Linked DNA regions of Mus musculus: regions 2 and 3 are each linked to region 1. Evidence: chromatin contacts called from public HiChIP or PLAC-seq and promoter capture Hi-C data. All regions are on one chromosome and are shown on one strand. The core of a region is the stretch at or near the end of the contact, and the rest is flanking DNA. Distances in the headings are between cores, read along the strand shown. Region 1 holds the start of Atp1a3 (ATPase, Na+/K+ transporting, alpha 3 polypeptide). Region 2 holds the start of Lypd4 (Ly6/Plaur domain containing 4). Region 3 has its middle 13 kb from the start of Gm38965.

Region 1 (4,264 bases), core at 1,672-4,171:
CCTCCCATACCAGGCTCATAGCCTTCCGTGGTCCCCCTGCAGAAGGACACGCCCCAAGGTCCCCCTCTTTCCCCGCCCTCCCGTGTCAGTCTGCTTCGTGCGGTGTCCTCAGTCTCCACTTGGCCGCTTCTGTATCTCAGACTTTTGGTGTGTGTGTCATCCGAGGCCAGATCCAGCGGCTTTGCTGTCTCTGTATCTCTAAGAGACTGATTAATCACCCTGTCCTGGGGCTGGATGCAGTTGAAGTGGCTGTCATTGCGGATTTTTCTGTTTGCACCCCCCTCTCTTTGTGCTCTTCTCTATTTTTGAACCCACCGAATTTATCCTCTTTTTCTCTCTACATTTGGCAAACCTATCCTCTGCCCAGCAATCTAAGGTGCCCTGTGTCTCTGTCACCCTCACTGAACATGCCTGCCACAGTCTCCCTGGCTGTTCGTTCATCTCTGCCTTGGCAAATCCTCTGTCATGCCTCTGTAATTCTCTATCTAGGTGGTTCCTGTCCGTATCTCCTCTCTCTCTCCCCCTTCTTCCTCTCACTGAGCTCTTCCGCCCTCCTCCATCCCTGTGACCTTCCAAAGTCTCCCCACCCCCCTTCTGCAGAGTCTCGCATTGGGAGCGTTATGCACCAGTCATCAGTTTAGTCAGCCTTGTGTCTAAGGAAGAATTACATGAAGGAGCCTGAGCCTGTGTCTGGGGTGGGACCTCCAGCCCAGTTAGAAGGCAGGAGGAGCATGCATCTCCTGAGATCTACGACCCTCCTGCCTCCACCCGCCCCAGCCCTTCCCTGCATCTCTAACCTGTCCTCTGTGGACCAGGCACAGACCTCCAGGCTTATTACATCTTGAGAGAAGGAAAGGATAAATGAATAAATGTTGGTAAAAATCCCTCCATCCCATGGGTAAGGAACAGACTTGAGGAAGGGGTGTCTGAGACCCCCCCCCCCTCAGACACCTGCACCTGTGCTGAAAGGTGGGGCTCCTTCTCCTTCCCTTGTCTCCATGGCAACAAGCCGGATCTGCAGGCCCAACCTCCTTTGCTGCAGAGTCAGCCTCCCTGTTACCATGGCAACAGGGGACCGCAGGAGGGATGGGAATGGGCCAGAGAACAGGGTTGTGATGAAGCTCTAGGTGCTGGGGGAAGCCCCCTTCCTCCTTCTAATGTGGTACTATCTCTATTCCTGCCCAAGGCCATCACTCTGTGTCTCTGTGTCCCTCCTTTCCCATGTCCCCTTGAGGTCAGGATCATCTTACTCCTCAAACCCCTTTTTGAGCAAGGTCTCACCATGTATTTCCTGGTTGTCTTGGTGCTTTCTGTGAAGACCTGGCTGGCCTTGAACTCATAAAGATCTGCCATAAAGACTGCTTTTCTGAGTGCTGGGATTAAAGGCATGTTCCACCATGGCCATCAGATCCTTAATCTTAGCATGCACCAAACCCTGCATAGTCAACTCACTCCCTGCTCCTGGCCAGAGTTCTCGTTCCCCACCCCTGTCTTCTACCAGCATCCCCAGAGAGAGTCTAAAATGTTCCCATGAGCAAAATGTTGTCAAGGTGGGCATGGGAGACTGACTCCTCAGGCTCGGATGAGGAGGATAATGGGTGCTGTGTGTGAGAGGCAGGCCTGAGAGCATGGACAAGCAGGAGGCGGGACACAAGCGCATCCTTTTATACACACGGGGATGTGGGTGTGGTGTGTGGGTAGGAGCATTGGGATATGTTTGAAGGTGCAACAAACTCCTGCATCATGACAGCGCAGTAATGTAGGATGTGTGAGATGGTCTCTCGTGGCTGAGTTCTGAATGACTCTGTTATGTGTGAGTGTGTGCACTTTTTTGCCTGTCATTCACAGCAGTTATCTGGCCTGTTTGTACAGCAAGCCTTTTCTCATGCCCCAAACACACCGGGGTATGTGCAAGTGTGTTTGATGGTATTGTATGTTTGTGCGCCAGTGGCCACAGAGGCCTCTGTGAGTGTCTGGAGGAAATGTGGGTCTTATGCTTGCGCAATGGTGCTAAGTGAAGCAATCTCTTGGCTCTCTGTGTGAGATGGTGCAAGGTCAGCTGTGGTGCAGTGTGTGATGGGAGTCTGTGAGGTGGTGTTCTGAGGGCGTGGGCTCTCCACAGCACTTCCGCATCGTGACTGGGTTTCTCTTGTGGTGTGATGGGTGTGAGCTCTTTATAGATTCTCCTTTGGCTGGTTTTTGAGCCTCTGGTTGAAAGATCATGGTGGTGGTGGTGGTGGTGGTGGTGTGTGTGTGGTGTGACTGGGATGTGGTTGAGAGCCTTTGGTGGTACACGTGGAGGTGATGGTGGTACCTGCATGGTGGGGGCATTTCCAGGCCCCCTGGTATGTTCTTGTGGCTTTGTGTCTCCTTTGTGCTGTGTGTGGTGATGCATCTTTGGTAGTTCAGTCATGGGGACACAGTGCAGAGGATATTAGGACCCCCTCCCACCTCCGCAACACCCCTCCACATGTCTCCCCATCAGGCATTATCTTCTTCCTGAACAGTGTCAAACATAGACTCCTGGGGTCCCTTCTACATACTGCAAGATGGTGGCACTCTGGGGCCCTGCATTACTGCAATTCACTGGGCCTTTCCTCCCACCCTGTATCTACCCCACTCCCAGAAGGAGGCAGATTCCAGGGTGCCTCACCCTCAAAGCCTCGGTCCCTAAGATACCTCCCTATATTGAGGGGGGGTCTCTGAGTCCCCACCCTGGGGATGTCCGGGATCACCCCCCCCCCCCGCACTGTGCTCAGCTTCTCAGTGGCCGCCACTTTGCAGAAACAAGGTTGGAGCGGTGAGGGGGGGAAGGGGGAGTACAGCTGCAGTACTGGGGGCCGGGCCGCAAGCTGTCCGTCTGCTCAGTACTGCTCCTGATTGGCCGGAGCCGCCTCCCCCCGCGGGCGCGGGCATATGAGGAGGCGGAGGCCCCGGCCGCCGCAGCCTCTGTGCGGTGGGACCCACGGACCGACAGACGCACGCTCCCACCGCGGCGCGGGCGCTGCAGAGGCCCCCAGCCCGAGCCCGCGCCTGAGCCCATCCTGCGGCCACCGCTCATCAGTCTGAACGCCGCTCTTCCCGCGGAGCCGCCAAGATGGGGGTAGGTGCAGGGGTCGGCTGGACTCTGTGTGCGTGACATCGTGTCCAGTGACTTTGGCTGTGTGCCGGAGTTGGGGTCTCCTGCCCTCCTGAGCCCTGGGGCCGAGTCTGCGGGGACCCGGGAGCCGGCTGACCTGACTAGTTTGTGTGGCTGGGAAAGTGGGCTATTGAGTCGAAGGGGGAATCTGTGGCGCATGTTGGAGGCTTTGTCCACGGGGGGGCGGAGGGCTGGCCCTTAGCATCTCGGTTTGACCTTGTGCGGTTGCTCGTGTGCCCCTTGCATGAGTGTGGCGGCACGAGTGCAAATGCTTGAGGGCGAATGTGTGTGCGCGTGCTTCCGGCTTAATTAATGCAGCCCTAACAGGGTCTGCAGCCATCTGTGCACCCCCTCCCATCTCAAAGCCCGCTACCTGTCTGGGTGTGTCTGAGAGCTATGCCAGTGTTTAGGGGTCATCAAGACCCCATCCCCTCCCCTGGTTCAATGGAGACAGATACAGGTTATGAGTTAGACATAAGATGACCTCTCTTTCTCCTTGCAGACCTGGATAAGGGTGATCTGCAGTGACAGACCTGGGGCTGCAGAGGTTTCGCAGCCCCTAATCTGGGGGGGGGGGGGCGCGTACAGACATGAGGGCTGGGAAGAGGGGGAGGAGCAGGAGATGGCTGGCAGACAAGTGCCTGGCTGAGGGTGTGCAAGCACAGCCGTGTGGTGGGGGTGGGGGGAGCTCGCATGCCTGCTATGTCCTTGCCTCCGTGTCCGTGTGTCCTTCTCTGTCTGTGCATCTCTCCAGCAGATGCAGCCTCCTTCCTTGACCGACCACTTGACCCCTGCAGCAGCTCTGGATTCCTCCCTGTGTGTCTGGGGTGGGGCTTGGGGAGGGCTGTCAGAGAAGGAAGTGGATGGATTGGGGGGACCCCTCCCCGGGTAAAGAGAAAGGGGTCAGCATGGGGAGCCAAAGGGAACATGAACGGTGGGGAGAAAGATGGCGGATGAAGGGCCTACGGATGAAGATGGGGGATGGAACTGCAGATCTGTGGGCTGGGTGGGTGAGGGGGGATGGGAGGGAGGGCTAGATGGGGGAGGGTTAGGAGAGAAAGGGGGAAGTGAGAGTCAGTGATGGCTTTCAGGTAAGTGGAATGAAGTGGGGGGGGTACGGATGGT
Region 2 (4,480 bases), core at 163-2,662, 140 kb after region 1:
AATATTTACTAAACCACGCATGCTAGCTGAGATCTGTAATCCCGACAGGAGTGTAAGGCAGGGATATTGTTGTGAGTTCTAGGCCAGTTTGGGCAATTGACTATCTTTACAAAAAAAAAAAAAAAGAAAGAAAGAAAAGAAAAGAAAAGAAAAGAAAAGAAAAGAAAAGAAAAGAAAAGAAAAGAAAAGAAAGCCGGGCAGTGGTGGCGCACGCCTTTAATCCCAGCACTTGGGAGGCAGAGGCAGGCGGATTTCTGAGTTCGAGGCCAGCCTGGTCTACAGAGTGAGTTCCAGGACGGCCAGGGCTACACAGAGAAACCCTGTCTCGATCCCCCCTCCCAAATCAACAACAACAAAACCTGACTGAGTGTGGTGGCAGACTCTTAAGAGTACAGGTTTGTGGGGTAGAGGCAGGAGGATCAGTAGTTTTTGGGCTACATGAGACCCTGTCATAGATACAAAACAAACAAACAAACAAACAAACAAACAAAGATCCCCCTTCCCAAATGGCTACTGAGTCCCTGCTAAGTGCGGAGTCCTGATGTAGGCCAAAGGTGTTCTCAGGACGCCACTTTCTTGTACCCAGCTGCATGGGCGTCTTGACAATCCATGTAGCCACTGCAGCCTGAGGCGCTTACGCCCCTATACCCCGTGTTAATAGCATGCACTGCCCCTTCCCAAGCAAGCATTACTTGGGTGCCCCCCTTCCAGCAGTCATCCATCACCCCCAAACGCTGGGCCTGCGGCCCCTCCCGCCCCAGGGTCCCAGGGAGGGGGCTGGGCACGAGGACCGCGCTCAGGAGGTGGGGGTGGGGGGTAGAGCTGAGCAGCGCGAGGGGGCAACAAGGGGAGGCCATGGTGGGGACCCAGCTCAGGAGAGGCGGGGCAAGGAGGGGCGGTATGATGTTCATGCCGCCAGCGGGTGGTTACCACAGCCTCGAGCCGAATCACAGTCAGCCAGGAGAAGGCCCAGAGAAAAGGGCGACACAGTGGCGAAGAGGAACGGCCGGCTCGAGCGGCTTTTCCCGCTCGCTCCTTCACACAAGGACCAATGAGCTCCAAGCACAGCGCTTCGGCGGCGCCGCGCAGCCAATAGGGTTTGCAATCGTCCCCCGATGGCCCGCCCCTTTCTTGCCTACCCGCTTCTCCGCGGCAACAATCACGCCAGCCAATAGCGCGTCGAGTTGAGTCTCACACACGTTGCCTTCCTCCTTTACCTCACCAGACTGTTCTTCACTTTGCAAGCAGGCAGCCAATGGGGCGTCGAATGACCTCAGCCAGAGCGAGGCTGGCCCTGCCCCACCCTGCCCCCCCACCGCAGGAACCGTGGTCCTGAGGCGTTGACTCAGACCCACTGCGCTTGCGCCTGCGCATAACCTGGGCTCCGCGCTTAGGCCTCCTTCGGCTCCCCCTCCATGCCTGGTGTTTAGGGCAGGCTTTTTAGCCTGCCTTTTGCCACGCACATCTGGGTTACAGCACCCGGGTGTCTGTGGCATTCCTGGCTAAAGAAGGTGGCAGAAGTGACTTCCAGCTGGACTACTGCTATACAGAGGATGTGTCCTGGAGCTGGAAAGGTGCTTTCTGCCCAGCCTGGGGTGTTGGGATTGCTTAATGGTGGGTTGAACAGAGGCTGAGTTTACATCGGGAGGAGGGAGCTCAAAAGAAGTGAACGCTTAAGCGGTTGGCCTTCTGGTACTCGTCTGAATAATCTTATTATTATTCACAATGACCCGGAGGGATGAATAGCCCTACGTTTTTTGTTTTTTTTTGTGAATGAAGAAGAGATTGACAAAGTGCCCGAGATTTCCCAGCTAATTGAACTCGGACTTGGAGATTACAAGTTTGGTTTAGCTTGGAGAGCGCTGAGCCTGGCAACGTTGTAGCCCCTCCCACGCGGTTTCAATTATTTCGCCATCCTGTGCATCTCCATTCCCGTAGGCAGTCGTCCTAAGGTGGTTAGTTGTGTGTCTTCTGATTTTGTGTGTGACCTCTAGAGATGTATAGCGTCTTGAATACACGAGAATTTTGTGGATGTGGTCATGTCTTATTTAATGACAGCACTGTGCTTTTCGTGGTTAACCCACGTGCATGTGTACATCTATACTTTTTAAAAATTGTTACTATTTCATGTGCTTTGGTGTGAGCTGTTGGATCCCTGGAACTGGAGTTAAAGAAAGTTGTGAGCTCTTTGTGTAGGTGCTGGGAATTGAACCTGGGACTTCTGGAAGAGCAATCAGTGCTCTTAATCGCTGGGCCACTAATCAGGCTGGCCTCAAACTAAAAGTTTCACCTGCCCCTGACTCCGGAGTGCTGGAACTAAAGGCCTTTGCCACCACTGCCCGGCGGCTGCATGTGTACATCAATTGCTTCTGTGGTGTGCTGTTCTGTGGTGTGTGCCTCCCTGCAGGTTGTGCACTCCCTTAGTTTTAAGAGGGGTGAACCTCTTACCTGTCACATCACACAACGATGTCTCCTCATGTATTGGAGGGTGAAGATTTTTATTATAGTTATCTAGTGGGTATTTATAAACCGAATTTGACTATTGTAAAACTTCTCCCTGCACTAGGCTTCAGGCACTGCTGGGAACTCCCAATTCCTCTTTTCCCAGGGGTCCCATCCACTCTTCCCTCAATCACTCCACAAACAACAGTGTACAGAAGTGTCTTTATTACCTCAAGTCTGCCAACAGTCGCCCCTTTCCAGCTCACTGATTGCTGTCAGCCTGTGAGTTGTATAATGATACAGTTCGCAAGATAATTGCATTTCCCAGGCTATGGTTAGACTTGAGCACCTCCTCAAAAGCCCAGTCTTGACTCTTTGAGAGGATAGTTTGTTTCTTCATGGGCTTAGCCGAACTTCCCTCTCTTTTTCTTGGTGATGTATAGAAGAGCCTTCGTTTTGTCAGTTTAAAGTAATACATATTTTCTTATGCAATTTGCTTTGAATACGATTGTATGTTTTGTGTAGTTTTTGTTGTTTTGTTTATGTTTGACACAGGGAAGGCTGGGCTAGCCTTGAACGTGTTATGGAGTTCAAGGTGATCTTTAGCTTCTGGTTCTCCAGTCTCCCCCTTACAAGTGTTGGGGTTATAGGCATATACCATCATGTTATATTATCATGAAATCGATGGCGTAATACTGTAACTAGACCATATTTAGTTTCCTGCAGATTTTATCTGCATCTTTGTCCGCGAGTGATGTGTATTATGGTTGTTATTTTCTTCAGTTCCAAATACTTTAATTTCCTTACTCAAAAGAGGGGATTTAAAAATATGTCTGTATCTACTCTCTCCCGGGCTTTTTATATTTGAGACAGGGCCTGATGCAGTGAATTTGTTCGTTTGGTCTGGCTGGCCTTAAATGTAGGTCAGCCTCCTGTGTGCTGGGGCTGCAGGTGTGCAAGTGTGATCTACCATGCTTGGTTCACATTAAAGTGCTAATTCTCAATTTGCTGTTCTGATTTCATTGGGTTTGGCTGGAGAACAGCCTGTGTAATGGTGGGTCTTTGGATCAGCACCATGGCCAGGGGGAGGACCTAGGCAGGAGAGTGATGAGAGGTGTCCTTTGGAAAGCAGATGATGCTGGGTATGAAGAGGAAGGGGAGACCACAGAGATGGGAAACCTGTGTCATTGAAGGTCTCAAGGGAGCCCATACTACAGCAGCTGACACAGTCAATTTTCTTCCTTAGAAACAGTGACCCACAGGGAAGTGGACAGAGGATTCAGGGATTGACAAGAGCCAAACTTGAGATTCCATCTGAAACTGGCTCCAGAGTGACGTGTCACATCCAGGACCCTGACACGGAACCATGATACTGCAGGCCTGGAGATCTCTGCAGCTGCTGTACCTCTTAGAAGCCATCTCTTTACTGCCTTGTATGTCCTGCAGGGCTGGGTGCTATAAGGCCACACATGGGAGGCTGTGCTATGTTCTGGTGGAAAGCAGGCTGAATATCTGCTCCCCTCAGGGCTCAGGCTTTCTGTGTGCTGAGGTTAAGATGGTGACGTGGAAAGCCATGATGGGTCATTGGTCCCAGCACTTGGGAGGCAGAGGCAGGTGGTTCTCTGAGTTCGAGGCCAGCCTGGTCTATAGAATAAGTTCCAGGACATCCAGGGGAGCACAGAGAAACCCTGTCTTGAAAAAACAAAAACAAAAACAAAAATAAAAATAGAAAACAACCTCCCCCCCACCCTGTCAAACCCTAAAGAACCAACACACAAAAAGAGAAGGTGGTGTGGGAGACAGATGACTGGAAGAATATTGTGTCTTTAGGTACTGAAGCTCTTCTGTGCTATGAGGCGACAGCATCAGCCTTCAGAGCCGTGTCCTTGCATAACTGGAAGTGGCTTCTGTTGAGGAGCATGGTGTGCAATCAGAGAGAGGGCTGCGAGGAGACCGTAGTGTTCATCGAGACGGGTGATCCTTCTGTTCATTCTCCTGCTCTCCTGCCTGCCTTCTTAGTCCCAACACCTAGGACTAG
Region 3 (4,602 bases), core at 1,826-4,325, 170 kb after region 1:
CTCTCCTTCTCAACTATACACATTATAACTTCTTTGTATCTTTTTTAAATTTAATGACTCTTTTATGTCTAGTCCTGTTTATAAAATCTTAGCACCCACTATATTTTAGGTTAAAACTTGATAAATCATATATAAAATACAGAAAACATGTTTGACTGTATTTCAACTGTCAAGTACAGGCCAAACAGTCTTCATTTAAAATACACTATTGATGAAAACTGAATATCTTTGAGCAACTTATGTAATTTTAAAAATTAAGTTACCTTAAAATGGTTAGCCTTCAACAACAGCAACAGATAACTTAGGGAGTGAGTAAAGTGGGTGTGGTGGTTTGGATATCCTTGGCTCATGGGAAGTGGCACTATTAGGAGGTGTGACCTTGTTGGAGGAAGTTAGTCACTGTGGGGGTGGGCTTTGAGGTACTATGCTTAAGAAGACAATTTCCACCTGGCTGCCTTTGGATCAAGATATGGAACTCTTGGCTCTTATTGCACCATGCCTCCTTGGACACTGCCATGCTTCCCCCATGATGATGATGAACTGAACCTCTGAAACTGTAAGCCAGCCCCAACTAAATATTTGCCTTTATAAGAGTTGCCTTGGTCATGGTGTCTCTTCACATCAATGAGACTCTAAGACAGTGGGAATGGGTCCTTTTGAATGAGGGGACTTTGTGCACTAGTCTGGCTTTTGTGAACCATAATAACTGGGTTTATGTTAGCCACAGTTTGCAATAATTCGGGGGATGGGATGGGACAGTGGGAGGAACAGGTCATAGGACGAGGAAGGAACCTAAATGTGACATCCAGAGATCTGGTCAGATGGCTGGGAAGGCTGGTAGGAGGTGGCAGTTGCTCCCCAGGTAAAGGAGACTTTTCCAGAGGAGCCAGCATTTGTGTATTCAGAGCCCAGTAGGAGGGGTTTTACAGAGGAGTAGAACCAGAAGGATGGAGCTATAGGAGGGGAGATTAAAAACATGGTACTTTGCCCTCCAGCTCCCCCAATCCCCACCCCGTTTAATTTAAGTTATTCTTTTTGTTTCTTTGTAGCGCAGTAGTAAAAGTTCAAGGTCATTTTCCTGGAGGATACTTCAGTCTGGCTGTGTCATAGCCCAAGGGTAAAAAATTGCTGAAGGAAGACCCCAGACTCAGATAGTATGCAAAGACAGACTGTTTATTCGGCAGAAACAATCAGCATGAGGGAGTCAACCATTTTCCAAAATGGCGACCCCAGACAAAGGCACGCAGGCCTTCTTATAGGGAACCAGGTGAACTCTCTAGAAGGATTAGGTAATCTCTAATGTGATTGGCAGGGGCCAAAGTGGTGACATGAGTATAACTTTGATTGGCGACTATGTTAGTTCTTGTATATTTAGAGAGTGGGTTAGGTAATCTGAAATTTGATTGGTGGGTGCTGGGGAGGTCACAGAGGTTGGCTTCTGATTGGCTGTGCCAGGTGGTCAGTTGTCTGCATTCCTATGTCATGAACTACAGGATGAGGTAGGACTGCCCAGCACAGATGACCCATCCTGGGATAAGATATTTTCCATTCTTGCGGTTATCCCCAGGCTGTTCTTGTGGGACGAGGTTTTATGACCTTGTTTCTGGATTTTATGGTCTGTTCCTGGAGGTGATGCCTTGTGGCCTAGTTTCTGGGACTTGGGGTTTGCTCGTTTTGAAATCAGGCCTGGTCCTTAAAGGGAGACAATGGGGTTTAGGCTGTCCTTTCAACAGGACAACTTGAGACATTGTGACTTAATAGAGCCTTTCAGTCTTAGGGTTAATTAACATTTTTGGATGAAATGTGCCAAAGGAGAGGCTCTATCATAGGGTCGCTAGCCAGTCTGTGCAGAGGGTGACAAAGGAGACTTTTCCTGCCTGGAACGCCGGCCAGAGGAATGGCGTTCCCAGACCCAGGGGCTCTCTTTCTTTAGTCAGGGTGCCTGCGAGAGGAGGGGCTGTCCACCTGATGCAAGGGTTTGGAGAAGTTGGCTTGGTGAACTTCCAGGAGAGGGAAGACAAATCTCAAAGCTCACTCAGAGTCAGGTAAGCTACTGGCATATGCAAATTATGCACCAGGAGTCTGCATGCAAAGTCACCATAACCTTAAAGCCAATTCTTTCAGCATGAGGACGCCCCCCTCCCCACAACTCAACCCATTGCTTTTTTTTTTTTTTTTTTTTTTTTACAAGTGCACTCTAGGGGCTCCCCTCCAAGCTGCCTTTCCTCTAACAGGTAAATTAATTCACCACCAATCCCTCTCGGTCTAGCGACCTGAGACAGCTTGGAAGCATTGTGCATGCTACAAGCCCCTGTCCTGCTATCACCTGAGTTTAAAGAGCTCTCTTAGTGAGAGGCAAGGGTAGGGACTGGTACGCAGCTGTGAGGTCAGCAGGCCAGATCCTGTTGATTTTTTTTTTTTTAACTTCAGAAAATCAGTTCCATGACTGCTATAGCCTGGGGGCCCAGTTCCATGACTGCTATAGCCTGGGGGCTGAAGTTGGCTGGTTGGGTTGCTGGGTTTTGGTGTTCTGGACAGACGCCATCCACCTGAAAGGATGGGAGTTGATCAGTGACATCAGCACCACAGGCCCGAGCCTCACCTTGCTGCAGCTGTGGGAGAGGGCTCCTGTCACTCACAGTCAGACATCCAGATGGGCTACAGAGCAGAATGAAAGCCAGATGTGTGCGAGGATGTGCACTGTCAGACTGCCTTTGCCCTCTGTAGGAAATGTGACAGCAATGTGTGTCTGGGGAGGAGGACAGGTTTGTGTGCTCACTGTGGGTGGGTTCCACCTCTGAGAGTATAAGTAGAATATGACACAATAGCCTTGGTAGGTACAAAGATGACAGACAGCCCTAAAGAGGACTACCAACAGCGTACATCTCAGATAGAGGACTGGTCCAGACTAGAGTGGGAAGACAGCTTTGAGAACACTGCCTTTCTCAATTGTTAAAAGGACGTAAGAAGTTCTGTGGCAGGAGTTTTCTGACAGAGAACACAGGCACACGGTCATCCTCTCCTCCTCAACCCACATGGTCTGTCAATCTCCTGAGCAGGAAGCCACGCCTCAGGAAGGCTGTCTGTGCAGACTTTAGAACACAGTAGCCAGCCTACCTAACCACGAAGCCCCAGCCTACCTAACCATGCAGCCCGTGGTCCTCTGGCCATTGTCCACCCCTTGAGGGCCTTCCATCTGCAGTGGGTCCTTTGGCCGATGCCCACCCTCACTCCCGGGCCTTCCTTGTTTCTCTAAGAAACCTGCCACTCTCCTGTCCAATGCCTGTGTCTTGTCTGAATTCATCTGACAGATTAAAGGACAAGAGTGCAGGGTAGAAGGGAATGCAGAGACCCCAGGACCTGCACCCCTCACTGCTTTGAATGGAATCCCTTCCACTGAAGGCCAGAGCAGGTTCCGATGATGCTAGACAAGGCGGAAGGGTGTGGCCCTTCCTTGTTTGGGTCTGTGCTGGGAGCTACAGGTGAGAGCTCAGTGGCACCCTTGACCTCTCTCTATAGGGGGCAGAATGTAGGTGAGCAGGCTAAGGACAGGGGAGGCGAAGCTCCTTGTCTGTTGCACGAGGCACTAAGGACACACACTTGACAGCACAGTTGTGGCTCTGAGTCCCCAGTTCCCACAGAGCCCTCTGAGAGGAAACAGGAAGTGTGAGTTGCAATACTTGCCTCACACTCAAGGAGAGTTGTTGTGGGGCCTGTGACCTGCGGGAGGAAGAACGAGAAGAGTCACCAGAGCACAGAAAGGCAAAGTTGATCTAAGACTCGCCATTTGTAGCTGAAGGAGGCGGGGCTAGACACGCTGAGGCCTGAGGGTTGGTGATGCGCATGGCCGGTTAGAGTTTGCGTGCTACAGAGTCTGTTCTGCAGACTGAGCTTATTAGCGCCAGAGGAGAGGCAACAAGGACAGAAGCCTGGATTATTTGGTGCAGGGGTTCTCCCAGATCACAGAGCTGTGATAAATCTTTCCTCAGGGGTATGTGTCAGGGACATGCTCCTATGAAGACAAGGGACACAATTCACACTCACGGCAGAGTTTCCTAAAGGAGAATGAGTGTCCAGGACCCTCAGGGGTGGGGGGAGCCATTAGCAAGAGGAACGGGCTCCTGGACACGTGGTTCCCTCAGACCTGCCCCACCTAGGTGGACTGAATCTCCCTTCAGCACTGACCTGGTCTCCTGTGGCCGGGAAGAGGTGAGGACCTCCAGCAACTGAGGGCTGGGGAAAGAAGATCTGCTCTGTGAGTCAGACAGTGGACAGTGGCTGGTGTCCCAGATGCCATGGTGGGGACAGGTGGTAGAACCTTCTGGTTCCCCTTGGTCAGTGGCTGTGCTTACCCGGGGTGGACAGTGTTGGCTGTCCTCACTGAGAATGCTCTTACTTCTTGCTCTACATAAGTTGGAGACATTGTCACTGTTGTTTGCTTCCTGAGTTGGGGAGCACCCTGGGATCCATGACTCCTGACTTGTCTCTCTTGGCGCTGCCTCCCTTCCCATCTAAGCTGTCCCCTCCCTGCCTTTGCTCCCTTTGCCCTGTCATTTGCTATCTTTCTACCTGGTGCTGGGGATGGTTATTTTGGGGGGAGTG

Evidence for each region. HiChIP or PLAC-seq counts read pairs in DNA pulled down with a chosen protein or histone mark. Capture Hi-C pulls out chosen DNA fragments and counts their contacts.
Region 2: a contact with region 1 is called in a promoter capture Hi-C map of liver. The contact joins the promoter of Lypd4 here to the promoter of Atp1a3 in region 1. A contact is called at or near these places in 2 of 484 Hi-C or Micro-C datasets (embryonic stem cells and granulocyte-monocyte progenitors), 1 of 115 datasets of contacts at active chromatin or transcription factors (the SCID.adh cell line) and 2 of 9 other capture datasets (adipose tissue and liver).
Region 3: a contact with region 1 is called in an H3K27ac HiChIP or PLAC-seq map of large pre-B cells, with 4 times the contacts expected there. The contact joins the enhancer-like site here to the promoter of Atp1a3 in region 1. A contact is called at or near these places in 1 of 15 datasets of contacts at CTCF or cohesin (CD8 T cells), 1 of 484 Hi-C or Micro-C datasets (nephron progenitors), 5 of 115 datasets of contacts at active chromatin or transcription factors (acute myeloid leukemia, embryonic stem cells, large pre-B cells and 2 more) and 1 of 9 other capture datasets (embryonic stem cells).

The regions. Positions count from the first base shown.
Region 1 is chr7:25,004,594-25,008,857 of GRCm38.p6, reverse strand. It overlaps Atp1a3 (ATPase, Na+/K+ transporting, alpha 3 polypeptide), which reads left to right and starts at 2,921. Exons shown (of 23, transcript NM_001290469.1): 1 at 2,921-3,103. The coding sequence starts at 3,098.
Region 2 is chr7:24,866,623-24,871,102 of GRCm38.p6, reverse strand. It overlaps Lypd4 (Ly6/Plaur domain containing 4), which reads left to right and starts at 1,412. Exons shown (of 5, transcript NM_182785.3): 1 at 1,412-1,574; 2 at 3,689-3,875; 3 at 4,273-4,416. The coding sequence starts at 3,809. It overlaps Dmrtc2 (doublesex and mab-3 related transcription factor like family C2), which reads right to left and starts at 1,046. Exons shown (of 9, transcript NM_027732.2): 1 at 931-1,046.
Region 3 is chr7:24,838,079-24,842,680 of GRCm38.p6, reverse strand. It overlaps the pseudogene Gm5893. Among named protein-coding and RNA genes, the nearest start is that of Gm38965, 13 kb to the left of the region's middle. Within about 2 kb of position 3,075, at least 72 of the 459 cell types and tissues checked have an H3K27ac peak or open chromatin away from gene starts, as enhancers often do. A contact at or near this core is called in CD8 T cells, acute myeloid leukemia and memory CD8 T cells, where this site is marked.